Linked DNA regions of Mus musculus: regions 1 and 3 are each linked to region 2. The links are chromatin contacts, called in public HiChIP or PLAC-seq and promoter capture Hi-C maps. All regions are on one chromosome and are shown on one strand. Each heading gives the region's core, a stretch centred on a gene start, on an enhancer-like site or on the middle of the called end of the contact. The rest is flanking DNA. Distances are from core to core; before and after follow the strand shown.

Region 1 (2,950 bases), core at 330-2,829, 120 kb after region 2:
TGGCTGTCACAACAGAGAGGACAGATGGAATTTGCAACATGAAACTCCAGCTATCCGTCCTGAGAAACAGCCAAGAGCTTCCTACTGGGAGTCCCACGGGATTGGGTTGGAGAGAGGAAAGTGATATATATTTGAGTGGGATGTGCAGGGGGAGATGTGTGGGTGTGGGTATGGGTGTGGAGGCCAGAGGTCAACCTTGGGTATCATTCTTGAGGAACTGTTCGACTGGGCTTTTGAGACAGAGTCTCTCATGGACCCAGAGCTCACTAATCAGACCATCAGGCCATAGGGGTGGTTTTGTCTCCACTTCCTCCATGCTGGGGGTTACAAGCATACACTCCACAGCTGGCTTGGGTTGTTTCTGCTGCTGTTGCTGCTGCTGTTGTTGTTGTCGTCATCATTGTTTCTTAAAAGTGGACTCTAGGGATCAAATTCAAGTCCTCCTCATATTTATGCAGCAAGCATTTTAGTGACCAAGCCATCTTTCCACCACCACCCCCTTTTAAGTGGACGGAAGACAGGGAAAATGCTTATCCCTTGGGGCTGTAAGTCAGAGAGAAAAGCCTGGAGTTTATGGGGTACCTAAATGTGCCGGAGTTTTAGCACAAGTGTGAACATTAGATTAATTTCTAATGTCCCCCTTTTGGCTGTAGCTTCCTGCATGTCTCACCCGTCTCCTGTTTCCTTTCATTTGAACGAGTGAGATTCAGGCAGCCCTTCATCCCTTTACATGTAGCTCATGGGTAGATGGAGGAGAAAATTTAATTAATTAAAGCATTAATTAATTAAAATAATGAACAATGACATGTGACTTCAAGGTCTCCTAAGCCACCAAAGACACATTTGTATTTTAGAAGAACAGAATGCTTATGGGAACGATCTCACTGGTTTACGTGACAGGCAGAGTTCTGAAGCTGTTTGTCTGTTTGTCTGGGAATGGGAGATAGTTCTGTTCTCAGCCCCTGCACAGACAATAAAGCCTTCTGTGAATCAGGGCTGAGTAAGGGCCAGCCACAGGCTCGGCAGAGGTCAAGCATGAAGACATAGAGATGACCACTGATTGTGTGGAATGAGGTCACAGATAACTTAAAGGAACTAAGGGAAAGTGTCTATGATGAACGGTGCTGTGTAGCTTTGGATTAGCCAGGAGTTTGGGATGTTTATCTGCAAAGCCCTGGGCTGATATAAAACAGCCTGGAGAGAAGAAAGATCCCTACTTGCTGGAATAGTGAGATGTTGCTTGAGAGGGTCAGAAAACAAAACCTTTTAAAACATGGGACTTTTTTTTTTTAAAGACAAGTTCTTGTATGTTTCAGGCTAGCTTTGAACTTGCTATGTAGCTGAGGCTGGCCTTGAACTCCTGATCTTCTTGCTTCCACCTCTTGAGTGTTAGGATTAGAGGCATGCACCACCAAGATTACCTACATTCTGGAGGTCTAACTGTTGAGGTTACTTCACTTTTTCTAAGCAAACCTTTAGTCTTTAAACAAAGGGAAAGTTAACCTCTCTCTTACTGTCAACACCTGGGCACACGGCCTTTCTGCTGAGGTAAGCACTTGGCCAGCCCATCAAAGCACATGCTCCCTTCCTCCCCTCAGGCAGTCCCTCCCCTTGGCTAGACTGCCTCCCCACACTTGCCACAGAGCCCTCATTCCTCTCTCACCTCTGCTTTTTCCATTCTCCTCCACCTCCCTAGCAAGGCTCCTTTTGCCCCTCAGAATAGTTCACATCCTTCAAAGCTAGCTTAAGATTCCAGCACATTCCTCTCTGGAGACATTTCCTAAGTACCAGGACCACCCAACTCCTGATCTCTGAACTCTGATATTCTATTATCTTTTTATCTATCTATTTTCTATCTATCTATTAATCTATCAATCTATTATCTATCATCTATATGTCATAATAATTGATTTATTTGTGTAGTACTAAGGACTGAGCCTAGGCTCTGGAGCATTGGAGACAAGGGTTCTCTCAATGAGCTACACCCCGTCTTCCTTCCCCTCTTTGAGACAGGACTCCACTTGATTGCTCAGGCTGATCTAGAACCCACTGTGTACCTCAGTCTTTGAACTTGTTATCCTCCTACCTCATCCTCCCAAGTACCTGGGTTTACACCCTGTGCCACTAGGTCTGCCTGAGCAGGCAATATTATAATAACACTCCAAATAATGAACCAGGTCTTAATGTTGGAATATTACTAAGAACGGCAACAACATGCTATTATCTTTGAATGTTACAGCATTGTTCCAAAGATAAGGGATCAATATTATTACTGCTTAAAAACAAACAATAATAAAAATATATAACAATACATATGGAAAATATACATGGAAACTGAGGTCAAGAACAAATAAATCTGTTTCAGAAGACAGCCAGCCTCCCTTCCATTTAGGTCTCTAGCTTGTGGATGGCTATGCACGTGGCCTAACACATCACAGACTTACTAAAATCACTGAGAGGTTTGTTTTGTTTTCGCAACTTAACTAGGCAGTTCTTTGTAGATGACAACATCGTTTCGCAATGGCAGAAGTTTGGACACACCTGGCAGTTTCTGATTTAATGTGGTTTTGCAGAAGCCAGGTGTGGTGGTACGTGTCTGCAATCCTAGCTACTCAGGAGACTGGGTCGGGAGGATCAGGAGTTCTAGACAAGACTGTGTTACTCAGCGAATCTGACAAATAGCAAGCACACATGTGCATGCGTGTGCGCGCGCACACACACACGCGCGCACACACACACACACACACTTCCTACAGTGCTTTCAAGTTCTTTTCCATTGCTAATTTGGCTCTCTAGTAAGATCATAGGTTTCTTCGGGGCAGGAAAACTCTGCTTGGGTTTTTATTTTGTTTGTGTTCTCTTGGCTTCTAGAATTGCAGCCAATGTGTAATTAAGGGTTTTAAAATGCTGCCTTGACAGGCAACAGCTTTAGGGACAGCCCTCACTCTGT
Region 2 (2,700 bases), core at 153-2,652:
TATTATCCTTGTTTTCCTTCTTTTCGCCAGTTAACTTACAATTACTATCAGAAGAGAACTATGACAATGGAAGAAATAATAAAGGGTAAGTTGACATGATTAGAATATATGGAATGAGCAAAACCCACTAATCTACAGTGCAACATTAGTATAAGGATTACGTTTAAACATTAGACCAAATTCCATATACAGTAAAGCAGTTTGGTATTAATTATCAATCAATTAATAAATTTTGAGACAGGATTTCATTATGTACTTCCAGCTGGCCTGGGACTCACAAAATTCCTCTAGCTTCTGCCTGAGTACTGGGATTAAAGGCCCAATTTGGGATTTTTTGTTTGTTTTTAAAGAAAAATTGTTGGGAACTCATGACTTTTCTCCTTTGTTAGCTAACTGACTCCATGTACCCTGGAAGTCAAAGCATCATAATAATTACGACGGAATGGGCAGGCACTACATAAGCATACAGGCCTCAAACTCGTAGGTGTGCTGCTAGCACATTTCCCTTCAACAGAGACATACAAATGAGCTGACAAATATATCCCCATGATTCGAGAAATATCTAAGGTAGTGAAATTTCCTAAAGCTCCAATTCTCGATTTTTAGTCAAGTGCCACATGCAAAGCCCATCAGCTAGCTTTTTTTTTTTTTTTTTTTTTTGAGCAGAAGTTGTGCTGGGTTTTTCGTTTGGGCCTCACAGCCGTCGCGGGACGTAGGTACTATTACCGGGACTTTACCGATAAGAAGACTGAAGCCCAAAGGGTTCAGGAAAGAGATCACGAGGCCACACAACTCACAACCCTAATAACCGAGCCCTGCATCGCTGCCTGAATGGAGACACCACCTTAAAGAGTTCCCTGCAAGCTCACAAGTGGCCCGAGCGCTTCCGGAGGGACAACGTCCTGAGCAAATCAAAGCCCACTACAGAACCTGGGTCCCTAACATGGGCCGGAGTCCTAGCTGCCTGGTACACTTGGGTGCTACACCGAGGCTCGGGAGCGGATCGGTTCCTTTCCACTCGCCAGGGCCCTCCCCGGTTGCGGGAGGAGCCGTCGGCGGAGGGCTCCAGGCCGCCCTCGCTCCCGCGGGCCCGCCAGCCAAGGTTCCCGCCACACCAGGTCCCGCGGATCCCGCGGGTCTCGAGGGTTCCCCGGGTCCTCCGGCACACTCACCTTTTGCTCCTCCGCAGACGCTGCCTCGGGGACTTCCGCGGACATGGTGCTCCTTCTGCAGAAGAGACGCCGGGAGAAGACAGATTACCGGGAGGCAAGACCGCCCGCCACCTTCTGCCTGCCCCGCTGCCCGCCGGGCCGGCGGCTACCGCCGCCTTGTGACGACACGGGCCCCGGGCTCCCGCCCGCCGTAGCTCCCGCAGCCCAGGCCCGCCAGGCTCCCGCGCCGCGCCCTTACCTACCTATCCCCGCGCCTCCGGCCCTGCGACGCCCGAGCACTTCCTCTTTCCCTCAAAGGTTGCGGCTCGCGCCTCACCTCACTTCCGTCCATGGGCGCACAGTGCTTCCTGGGAATTGTAGTTGGTCTGTGGCGCTGTGTTCCCCCTCCCCTCCACTTCCCCCGCCTTTCCAGACAACCCTGACCTCCTATTTAGTCCTCTGCTTGCTTGGCAGTACCTCTGCTTCAGTTTAACCCCATCCATCTTTACTTCCTCTGTTCTCTAACCTTGCCTCAGCGCCACCTTTTCTTCTTAGATCAACCTCTTCAAGCTACCACTGCTCCGGAGAGTTCTACAACAAGCACAGCACCATTACACAGGAATTGTGATTACTTTAGTAATGTCACCATTCCTCTTCATGTTAGCCACAGCAGGGAAGAAGTCAATATTTTACTCCCAGACCTTGATATTTCCCATGCAATAAATCACTGATAAATCAATTCAGCTTCCATTCCTTGCTCTCCCACGGCAGTCAGCTCAAAACATTGATTTTCAAAGCAATGATTTTCTTAACTGTCAAGTCCGTAGCTTCATATTTATTCGTCATTCTACTAAGCATCTTATAGCTGCTGGCACATTTGGTTCCAAGGAAATGTCCCTTAGAAATCTGGGGCTAAGGCAGACTTATATAGTTAACTAGTAAGAATCAGAAGGCAATGCAAGCAGTTCTGGAAGACAGGAGAACAATCAAAACCTCAGAGTCATTGGATATGGAATGTGGAAGACATCAAAATCAAAGCTGAGCCCTCTGGCATAGGACTGTAATCCCAGCTGTCTGGGAGGCTGAAGCGGAAGTGTGGCAAGTTTATGTATGCTTAGGTTATAGAGTAAATCAAAGGCCACCCTGGGGGATTTAGTGAGGCCCTGGCACAGTGGTAGAGAGTTTGCTTAGCACGGGCAAGTCCCTGCATTCAATCTCTCTCTCTCTCTCTCTCTCTCTCTCTCTCTCTCTCTCTCTCTCTCTCTCTCACACACACACACACAGAGAGAGAGAGAGAGAGAGAGAGAGAGAGCTTGGAAGTTGGCTCAGTAGCAGATGGATGGGTTGCCTGGAATGACTGTCCCTGCGTTTGACTCCAAGCAGCAGATTAAACAAGTATAGTGGTGCAATGCTTGAAGTCCTAGGACTGGGGAGGTAGAGGCAGAAGGATCAAGAAGTTCAAAGTTATCCTCAGCTTGAGTTTGAGGCTAGCCTGGGCTATGTGAGGCCCCGTGTCAAAAGTAAACTAAAACAAGACAACAACAATAAC
Region 3 (2,872 bases), core at 373-2,872, 120 kb before region 2:
TTGTTATTATGGGACATAGGAATGGTTTGAGAAAGGGCAGCTGGGAGGGACTGGAAGGAGGAAAGGGATGTAACTGTAATTTAATTGAAGCATATTTTAACTGCTGTAACAACCTAAATAATTTATCCATAGTGAATGATTTAAATAGATTGTGGACTATATATACCATAAGATACTCTGCAGCCATTCAATAAATAATGTAGGTCTTTAAATACTAATCTAGGATCTGTCCACAGTCAATGATGTTAAGAGCAGAAATGAAGTAGCAATTATAGCTTGTGACATTACCTTGTTACTGTCTGTCTGTCTGTCTCTCTCTTTCACTTTCACACACACACACACACACACACACACACACACACACACACACACACACACACACAGAGTAAATGCTAATAGTCTGGTACCTATGCCAATTCACACTGCTTAAATCCTAGCATTAGCTCCTGAAGACCATCCCAACAGCATATATGGAGTACTCTTAAACTTAGAGAAATATTTATATTTTGAAATCATCTCCAGGGATCCATTTTCACCTCTGACTTAGTATCTGAAGTAGAATGAGATTTTGGTAAACATTCTCTGGCTTCAACAGATAAAAAGAATCAGGTAAGCCTTGGCCAGAGAAGCCTTTAGTCCAAGAAGCTCTGCTTTTAACTGATGTCCAAATTAACAAAAGGCCAGAAAGATCTCCAACAGAGATGGAGTCAAAACAGAAAACCAGAACCAAAGACATGCCATTGGCCTCAAATTTTCAAATCCTTAGAAAGCCAACTGCTAATTTGTTTTCTTGTTGTCAAAAAACTAGAAATTTTTGGAAATAGATTCCCTCTACAAGACATGAAGATCTTCCCCAAAAGTCTTTCTCCTTATTTCACTTTGACTTACGTGAATGGAAACTTGAAATCATTAGGCTTAATACAGCGTACATAGTGAGGAGTAGTGGCATTAAGGGTTTCCATAAGCAGGTGAAGGGAGTTTCGAAACTGCATGAAAAGGGTTAAAAAAATTAGTTTTGTTAGAGATCAAAGACAATTTAAAATTCTCCTTTAACATATTGAAGATGACATAAATTTAAAGTTATCTTCACAGGGGAGTGGTTCATAAACAAGAATTCTAGGGGTGTCATTTACATTTGCCTAAACCCACACGTTTATCCTGCTGAGTATGTATGTACTCCTTTCTCTGTTGCTTCTTGTTGCAAGTTCCATTATATGTGACTTACAATTTTGTTGCTAGGGCCATTTAATTATTAAGGTATGAACCCTTACTACACAATACTAAAAAAAGCTGTAGATTTCTTAGTATTATATAAACAATGAGCAGAGAACAGGCTGAAGGGACCACCATTATGGACATGGGTCAAGACAGGAGGCTGTGGATCCACATCAGGCCCTGTTCCTATCTGGCACAAGGCCTCAAGGAATAATGCACTTTGCTGACTAGTGTACGGCTCCCTTCCAAAGCCACACCCATGTTCAGGCACCAAGCTTGTGTGGAATGTTTCCCATTCCCCACAGGGAAAAATACATCTAAGGAAGGAGAGGGTATTTTCTTGTACTGAGGAAGCTGACAGATGCTCTGTATAAATATAGAAATGAAACAAGAACAAAACAAAGACGCGATATGTATTAGAGGAACTGAGACACGGTGAAATTTATTTTGGGACGGGTTGGTGTATGGTTGAGTCTGGGGTGGGTAAAGTCTAAGTGTTTGTACAGCAGAAACTCTGGCCTGTCTTCACGTGAAGATCCTGTCCTCTAGGCTGAAGAGGGAAGGCCTGAGGCTTTGTGGAAGCTGAGGAGAAGAAGTCTGGCAGTGGCAGCCCCTGAGCTCACCTGATGTCCCACTGTCTTCTTGTGCTCTTTGGCAGTCTGGCCAGGTCGGCCCTTGGTGGGCTTTACAGGAACTCGAGTGAGAGGAGTGCGCCCTGAGGAGGTGGCAGAGGTGGGACTGATGGCCTTCTCATCATCTTGAAATAGCTCTGGTAGCATCTTAAACTGAGTCACAAACAGTACAAGAAAGTTATACTCTAGACCCAGGAGTTGAGGCAACATAGCTATACTCCCTTCGTTGAGGAGATAGAGATAGGAGGATCATGAATTCCAAGCCAGACTTAGCAATAGAGTGACTTCAAGACTTCCAATGGAGACGCTCACCCCAAAACCAAACCAAAACAACAAAAAACGTTATACTCTAAACACCAACTGGAAGGTAAGCCTTTGTAGAAGACACATTATAGATGCTTCTAGTAAGCAATTATTCCTGTATGGTGAAAAAATATTTGGGGTGGAACAAACTTAAAACGAGTATATATACTGACTTGAAAATCTATCTAATCCAAAAGAATGTGAATAAAGCATATAACTGATTTTGAACCATAATTATTTTATGAGAAAATATTAATTGAAAGACTGAGTTTATCACCTCAGTTCTACAATTGGTTTTATGCAGCAGAAGCAAAGGACCAGTCCAGGTCTCCAGGTATCTGCAGTAGTAAGCAACTCAGAAACACCCGAGAGTCTCAGCAGGAAGGCGTTATGAATAAGCTTTCAATGTTAGAAGGTAAAAGTTAATGATGAATTAATAATTCTAAGAAAATAATTTAGATTGTATAGAATAGGAGAAAACTCTGTGATTATATTATATGTATTTATATTTGATTTTGAAATTTAGAACATTAGTGCAATTACCATAATCATGTTTTTTAAGATGTGGTCTTCTTATGTTACCATAGGAACATAGATCTGTAGATCAGGATGATCTCAAACTCAGAGATCTGCCTGCCTCTCTCTCACAAGCAGTGAGATTAAAGGCATTAATCTTCACTAAGTGAATGGATACTAGTCAATATAGTGGGATGAACATTCCT

What was found. Promoter capture Hi-C pulls out the DNA fragments that hold promoters and counts their contacts. HiChIP or PLAC-seq counts read pairs in DNA pulled down with a chosen protein or histone mark.
Region 1: a contact with region 2 is called in a promoter capture Hi-C map of liver, with 2.4 times the contacts expected there. The contact joins the enhancer-like site here to the promoter of Arpp19 in region 2. A contact is called at or near these places in 10 of 39 promoter capture datasets (the 3T3-L1 cell line, the C10 cell line, the HPC-7 cell line and 4 more), 1 of 15 datasets of contacts at CTCF or cohesin (large pre-B cells), 16 of 484 Hi-C or Micro-C datasets (B cells, bone marrow-derived macrophages, cerebellar granule neurons and 9 more), 8 of 115 datasets of contacts at active chromatin or transcription factors (the SCID.adh cell line, bone marrow-derived macrophages, embryonic limb bud and 3 more) and 4 of 9 other capture datasets (embryonic stem cells, liver, macrophages and 1 more).
Region 3: a contact with region 2 is called in an H3K4me3 HiChIP or PLAC-seq map of bone marrow-derived macrophages, with 3 times the contacts expected there. The contact joins the enhancer-like site here to the promoter of Arpp19 in region 2. A contact is called at or near these places in 3 of 39 promoter capture datasets (the C10 cell line, macrophages and neutrophils), 1 of 15 datasets of contacts at CTCF or cohesin (the NIH/3T3 cell line), 4 of 484 Hi-C or Micro-C datasets (B cells, bone marrow-derived macrophages, nephron progenitors and 1 more), 3 of 115 datasets of contacts at active chromatin or transcription factors (bone marrow-derived macrophages and embryonic stem cells) and 2 of 9 other capture datasets (adipose tissue and macrophages).

Annotation. Positions count from the first base shown.
Region 1 is chr9:74,920,225-74,923,174 of GRCm38.p6, reverse strand. No RefSeq gene overlaps it. Among named protein-coding and RNA genes, the nearest start is that of Fam214a, 31 kb to the left of the region's middle. Within about 2 kb of position 1,579, at least 23 of the 459 cell types and tissues checked have an H3K27ac peak or open chromatin away from gene starts, as enhancers often do. A contact at or near this core is called in hepatocytes, liver and trophoblast stem cells, where this site is marked.
Region 2 is chr9:75,036,434-75,039,133 of GRCm38.p6, reverse strand. It overlaps Arpp19 (cAMP-regulated phosphoprotein 19), which reads right to left and starts at 1,402. Exons shown (of 3, transcript NM_021548.4): 1 at 1,173-1,402. The coding sequence starts at 1,217. It overlaps Gm51714 (a long non-coding RNA gene), which reads left to right. Exons shown (of 2, transcript XR_003948357.1): 1 at 1-567; 2 at 667-1,890.
Region 3 is chr9:75,159,546-75,162,417 of GRCm38.p6, reverse strand. Myo5a (myosin VA) reads right to left here. Exons shown (of 41, transcript NM_010864.2): 15 at 1,839-2,000; 16 at 889-986. Among named protein-coding and RNA genes, the nearest start is that of Myo5c, 71 kb to the left of the region's middle. Within about 2 kb of position 1,622, at least 60 of the 459 cell types and tissues checked have an H3K27ac peak or open chromatin away from gene starts, as enhancers often do. A contact at or near this core is called in B cells, adipose tissue, bone marrow-derived macrophages and 1 more, where this site is marked.